Linked DNA regions of Ovis aries: region 1 is linked to region 2. The links are chromatin contacts, called in public Hi-C maps. All regions are on one chromosome and are shown on one strand. Each heading gives the region's core, a stretch centred on a gene start, on an enhancer-like site or on the middle of the called end of the contact. The rest is flanking DNA. Distances are from core to core; before and after follow the strand shown.

Region 1 (3,075 bases), core at 53-2,552, 75 kb before region 2:
ACTGAACACATATATATGGAATTTAGAAAGATGGTAACAATGACCCTATACGTGAGACAGCAAAAGAGACACCGATGTATAGAAGTCTTTTGGACTCTGGGAGAAGGTGAGGGTGGGAGGATTAGAGAGAATAGCATTGAAACATGTATATTATCATATGTGAAAGAGATCACCAGTCCAGGTTCAATGCATGAGACAGGTTGCTCAAGGCTGGTGTATTGTGATGACCGTGAGGGGTGGGATGGGGAGAGGGTGGAAGAGTGGTTCAGGATGGGGAACACATGTACACCCGTGGCTGATTCATGTCACTGTATGGCAAAAACCACTACAATATTATAAAGTAATTAGCCTCCAATTAAAACAAATAAATTAATTTAAAAATAAATACTATTAGAATCAATGTATTAAACATAAAAAAAAATGTTTCAACTGCAGTCAGTAATTTTGATTGAGTTTCCATATGCTTTCAACTAAAATATTCAGATATTGAGCTGAAAGTGCCTTGATGATTTTGACTCACAGTATTCAAAAAGCCATTAAGTTTGTATATTTCAGCTTATCCTTATCAACATTTAAACATATTTTCATATTGATTTTTCTTTGATGAAAGTATCATATTTGCATGGAAATATAAAAGCCTGGATTCTATCGTTAGTGTCTTTACTATCAATTAGCTCTTCAATCTTTCAGTCAAATCACTCAACATTTCTAGACCTCATCTCCTCACCTGCAGAATGGAGCAGTGGGTGGGATGCTTCCTAAGCACATCATCTCTAAGATTTCTTCCAGTTTTAAAATAAAACATGGCAGGATTTCCACAGCAAAGCTTCTAGGTATATTTCAAGTGTGCTCATTATTACCAAATGCCACTAGAGGTCAGATTAAGTTTGGTAATTCCATCTAATCTGGCATACACATTGAACAAATGCAGAAGCTTACCTTATATTGATGCCTTGCCAGCATGCCTGAACCTAGATCCTTCTGAGCTAATGAATGTTGATCCCAGTGTTATAGAGTAAAATGGGAAAATCTGTGAAAACAAAATCGCATTCATTAGTCTATAATTTGTAATTGCCTGGTACCAGAATGCTTATCTTTCTTTGCATGCCTGAATGTCATTAATTGAATGTGTCACCTGAAGCCCAGGGCTTAGTGCTTGCTCATGTTACTGTGCTAATCAATCAGTTGCAAGGAAGTGGGGCTGCAAGACTAAAAATGTTTCCTGTCCTCTTTGTGCATCTAGATGTGACTGTGTTAATAATCCGTGACTGCCTGTGTATGTGGCACTTGACCCATTGCCTGTATTCCTATTGAAGTGTAAAGGAATGAGTGGGAAAAAAATGAGTCATAGTGAATACACATTATCCTTGGATAGCTGCCTTGTCAGTCTACCAATCAGGACCAGTTCTAGGCATAACTGTGGTGTCTGTAAACTCAGATATTTTGTAGCTACTATTCCCCTGTCTTTTCATCACTCCTACTCTCTCTCTCTTCTCAATATCCTTAGTCAAACTCTCCTCTCAGGAGAGATCGAAAAAACTCAAATTCAGTAAGATATATGAATCTGATGATGAAATTTTGCTCTCCTGGGCACATTTGCATTTTGTCAGAGAACAAGACTTTTTATTGGTGGAAGTCCAAAAGTAGAATTGCAATCATCCAGAAGCATAGTAACTGGGGGGACAGGGTGATTGACAGCAACTTCAAAATCATCCCATGGAACCGACATTATAGGCCAATGACAAAGGCTGGCCTTGCCTCCCCAGTGATGCATGCAGCCTGACTGGGTAAGGCATTCTTCTTCTTCTTTTTTTTTTTAACAGCAGTTATTGAGCATTTACTGCACATGAGATTTTGTGTGAGGACCCAAGATCAGGTTCCTGCACATGAGAAACACACTAACTGAGTTCCTGACCCAAGTGCCCTGGGTTCGCTTCCCTAATGCATGGGATCACTGCTTGAGGTTGTGATTTCTTCCTGCACAAGGTACCAAAACGCAGCTGGAGCCTCAGCACCATCTCCAGGGCAAGAATCTGCAGAATGGGGATCATCATCCTCTTTCCTCTACAACCTCTATTCAACAATAAATGACAGGGACAGGGATGGGAGGTTCTGAGAGTCACACTGAGGGATGGAAGTACAGGGTCTTGAACTGAAAATGGGGGTTTCCGAATATTCATTATTTCTAGATAGCTCTGTGAAATGAAGATAAGACAGAATTTTCTAGTGGCCATAACTTAATAACACTAGAGGCAAACAAATCTTAAAGCCTTAGGGACCTCGAAACTCCCAAGATGCTAATGCATTAACACTTGGGATCACAGCCTTGACAACCTTGTCTCCAGATTCTTCTCTGTGAAATCAACATCATGGTTGCATCTGCCTTAAATCTGCCACAACCAGTGCACAGAAAAATTCTCTTTGACATTTATTGTCTCAGAAACAGAAATGTCACTTTATATTTACCTAGTAATTTACAGAGTGACTCGGAAAATCCCTTTGTTTGTCCCATAAGGTACAATGTTCTCACACCTCACAGATTTTATAGAGTTGGTAGAACCCAGTGGCTCAGCAGCAAAGAATCCACCTGCAATGCAGGAAATGAGGGTTTGATCCCTCAACTGGGAAGATCTCCTGGAGAAGGAAATGGCAACCCATTCCAGTATTCTTGTTTGGGAAATCCCATGGACTGAGGAGCATGGTGGGCTATAGTCCACAGGGTCCCAAAGGAATTGGACACGACTTGGTAACTAAACACACACAGAGAAAATGGTCTATATCACCTTTTGCTCACACTAACCCACTTACAGTGCTGGATGAAATGCCTAGCACTTCCTGACCAACACCCCTTACCCAGACGATCCAACACCATCTTTCATAAGCACCATATTTCAGATAGTTAAATTGAGACCCAGGTATGTTAACTGACTCTCTTAGCAGTAGAAATGGGTCTCAGAATAACTGAGAGACTTTTCATTCTCATTTCATAAAACATCCCTGCAGCACCGAACACTGTTGACCCCTATTGCTTTCCTGAACCATCTCTTCCAGGGTTACCTCTGCATACCCTTGATT
Region 2 (3,071 bases), core at 215-2,714:
AGAATGCTATTTTTAAAGTAAAAATCATGTATTTCCATAACTTAAATCCTTTCAACAATTTCCTGTAACTTTCAGGTTAACATTCAAACTCCTTAATTTAGCACTGAAGAAATTTACAGGCTTGCCCCTGCCTTTCTCTCTAGCTTCATCTTTCAACACTCCCAGGAAACACTCTGCATTTATTCCACCATCCCATATGACCATCAGATCCTAGTTATGTTTGGCTATTGCCCCAGCTCAGTGACTATACAAATGCTAGTGTGTCTGCCTGGAAAGCTCTTCCTGCTTCCTCATTTAATTTCTCTTCCTTTAAGACACAATTCAAGCATAATCTCCCAGGCCTCAAATTTTTATATTTTTCCTTCTTTATGCCCTCAAAGCAACTGTACTCCATTCATTTCATTGTACTGTATCCACTCATTCATTCACTTACTAGCTCTCCTTGTAATTTCCTAGCAGACAAAGCCTGCTACCTTAGAGATAAATCAGTGAGTGAAATGAGAAATAAATTAATATATAAATGAAAAAAAGATTTACATACAAGGAACACGGAAATAGAGGAGTTGTGATTTTGACAAATAGCAAAAAATGAGGAAGCAGGAAGAAGAGCAGGGTAGAAATTGAAGAGACAGAAAGGCAGACAAAAGCGATAGCCTCTTCTTGCCTGCTTCTCATCACAACACACAGGCCTCTGTCCCTGCTCAGATGCCTATAGCCTGCTGTAGCAGACCAGCAGGACTCAAAAATCAGCCCTGCCCCTCTTATTAGCTATGTGACTGGGTATAAATTACTAATCCTCCCTAATCCCCAGCTTCCTCATCTCTGAAATGGAGATCAGTATATTAACCTCTGTCATAGAGTTGTTTTGAAGATTAAAATGGGTAATGCTTATGATGTACCTGACCTAGTGTCATGTACATAATAAACACACGACAAATGTTAGCTGAAAATGCATTTCTAGCTAATGTTGAGGAATAAAAGAAAAGCCTTTTTCTCAGGGCCCATAAAGCACATAACCTGGACTAAGACATTGAACTAGTTTGACTTGGAATCATTCTCTGATCTAGGACATTTTAGCTCAGTGCTGAATGCAACAAAGAAAACTTAAATCAGCAATGCTACCATCATTTGAATTCACCCTTTAGCTGAAAGACACATTAATTGTAAGCTTGAGGTTGAGGTCAATAAGATTTTTCTATTTCTATGTTAATGATGTAGTTGTAGCATTTTGAGTTTAGAAAGCAAAAAAAATATATATATATATATGATATTGCCACATGAATGCTCTAAGGAACATCCCGCTCTATAGCAAAAGAAGCTTCACATGTGGAACCTGTTCCTCTCAAGCCTCTTGAAGTTGCCAAAATACTCTTCACAAATGAACAGTAACAGTGTTTGCCTATTTACCCAACCACTGGGTTGGTTTTGAAGGTAAAATATTACCCAGTTGGATTAATTATTATATCACATTGGGTCAGATGCCTCTACCAGGCACCAAGTTTCTTGGTTGGTCACATATTAACAATCATCATCTTGACATTCTAAACATGCTGCCTGATTAGTAGTTCCTGGCAGCAGTGACTGATAGCAGTTACTGGAATCTCTGCTTACTGAGTGATTACGTAATATCTACACCTAGCTGCATGGCTAGTCACGACATTTTGTGATGTTTGGACTGAAGAATTTCATGTTCACCAGACTGATCTTATTTGTTGCACATATTTTACTTTTCCTACCTTTGTGCCTTTGCTCATTCTCTTTCCTCCACCCAAAATGACTTTTCAAATTGCTCAAATTCTAGAAGTCTGTTAAGGTTCTGTTCAAATGCTCCTTTCGTCTGTAAACCACCCAAGTTAAAAAACAGTTTGCTTCTGACTTCCCACTGTACTTTATTTTCTGTAGAGTGCTTTTTGTTTTATATCTTATATTTTCCTTACTAAATGATGCCTTACCCACAATTAGCACTAAATAAAAGTTCACTGAAGATATGAACGAGTGACCCACTACAACTAAGGATACTATAGATTACTTGAAAATATAAACAGACCTATCATTTAATGAAAATATCTTACTCCTTATGAGGAAATCCTGCTTCTAAACCAACAGCTAAATCCACTTCCTGACCATGTGCCTCCCAAAGGGTTTGGAAAAGAGATTCTAGACAGGATAAATTCTAGAATTTCATCTCTGGCTTATCATAAAAATAGCCTGTCCTTGCTCCCAGTTCTTAGACATTGAAACACTGCTCTAAGTAGTGGCAGCAGAATTCAGAATTAGGGAGGTATGGAAAGAGTGGATTTACATTGGTGCTTTGGACTGAAAAAAAGATCAAAGATGCTTTCCACTTGTTCCCTTTATTGATCTGCTTTTTCCCAGAGATAAGAGTCCTAGTGAGGTTACAGATGACCTAGAGTTAGAGTGTAAAATTGGGAGGCTAGTAGAGGATATTATATGGACTCAGTATTAGATGATATTAAGGAATCATTCTCAGATTTGTCAGATTGAGTAATGGCATACTTATTGTGAAATATAAAAGGCTTATCAGTTAGAGATGCATGCTGAAAAATGACATGATTTCTGGGATTTGCTTTGAAATACTCAAGAGAAAAGAGAAAGAATGGAGAAAAATAACAAAATTGGCAAAATGTTGATAATTATTGAGCTGACTGACCAGTATTAGAAGTTCATTACACTATCCTCTATAGTCTTGTGTACCAAACCATTTCTACACTGGAAGTTATAAAAGAAAAATAATCTTTTAAGGTAACAGTTATCCTCATATAGCTGATTCTCAAACTAGATGTTTGCCTGAAATCACAAATAAGGGTATGAAAGGGAATTTTTATTATCTAGATCACCAGTCTGTGCCATTTGATTTAATCCACACTATTCCAAATCACTGCTATGGGATGTTCTCTTTTAAGTAAGTCAGAAAGCTATACATATGCAGCCTGGAAAAGATATCTGTGGTTTTAACTTCAAACAAACTACAGTTATTTGCATTGTATCTTTAATCAATATTTCAGGCATCATAGTAAACCTGTTCTTTGGTGTTTGCTGATTCTTGAAGT

The links. Hi-C and Micro-C count contacts between places; a contact is called where the count stands out from the background.
Region 1: a contact with region 2 is called in a Hi-C map of mixed tissues, with 3 times the contacts expected there. The contact joins two enhancer-like sites. A contact is called at or near these places in 3 of 16 Hi-C or Micro-C datasets (liver, mixed tissues and skin fibroblasts).

The regions. Positions count from the first base shown.
Region 1 is chr1:167,526,293-167,529,367 of ARS-UI_Ramb_v3.0, reverse strand. LOC121816352 (a long non-coding RNA gene) reads right to left here. Exons shown (of 9, transcript XR_006055889.2): 7 at 940-1,030. Among named protein-coding and RNA genes, the nearest start is that of ZPLD1, 280 kb to the left of the region's middle. Within about 2 kb of position 1,302, at least 5 of the 54 cell types and tissues checked have an H3K27ac peak or open chromatin away from gene starts, as enhancers often do.
Region 2 is chr1:167,451,089-167,454,159 of ARS-UI_Ramb_v3.0, reverse strand. All of the region lies in intron 6 of LOC121816352 (a long non-coding RNA gene), which reads right to left. Among named protein-coding and RNA genes, the nearest start is that of ZPLD1, 350 kb to the left of the region's middle. Within about 2 kb of position 1,464, at least 11 of the 54 cell types and tissues checked have an H3K27ac peak or open chromatin away from gene starts, as enhancers often do.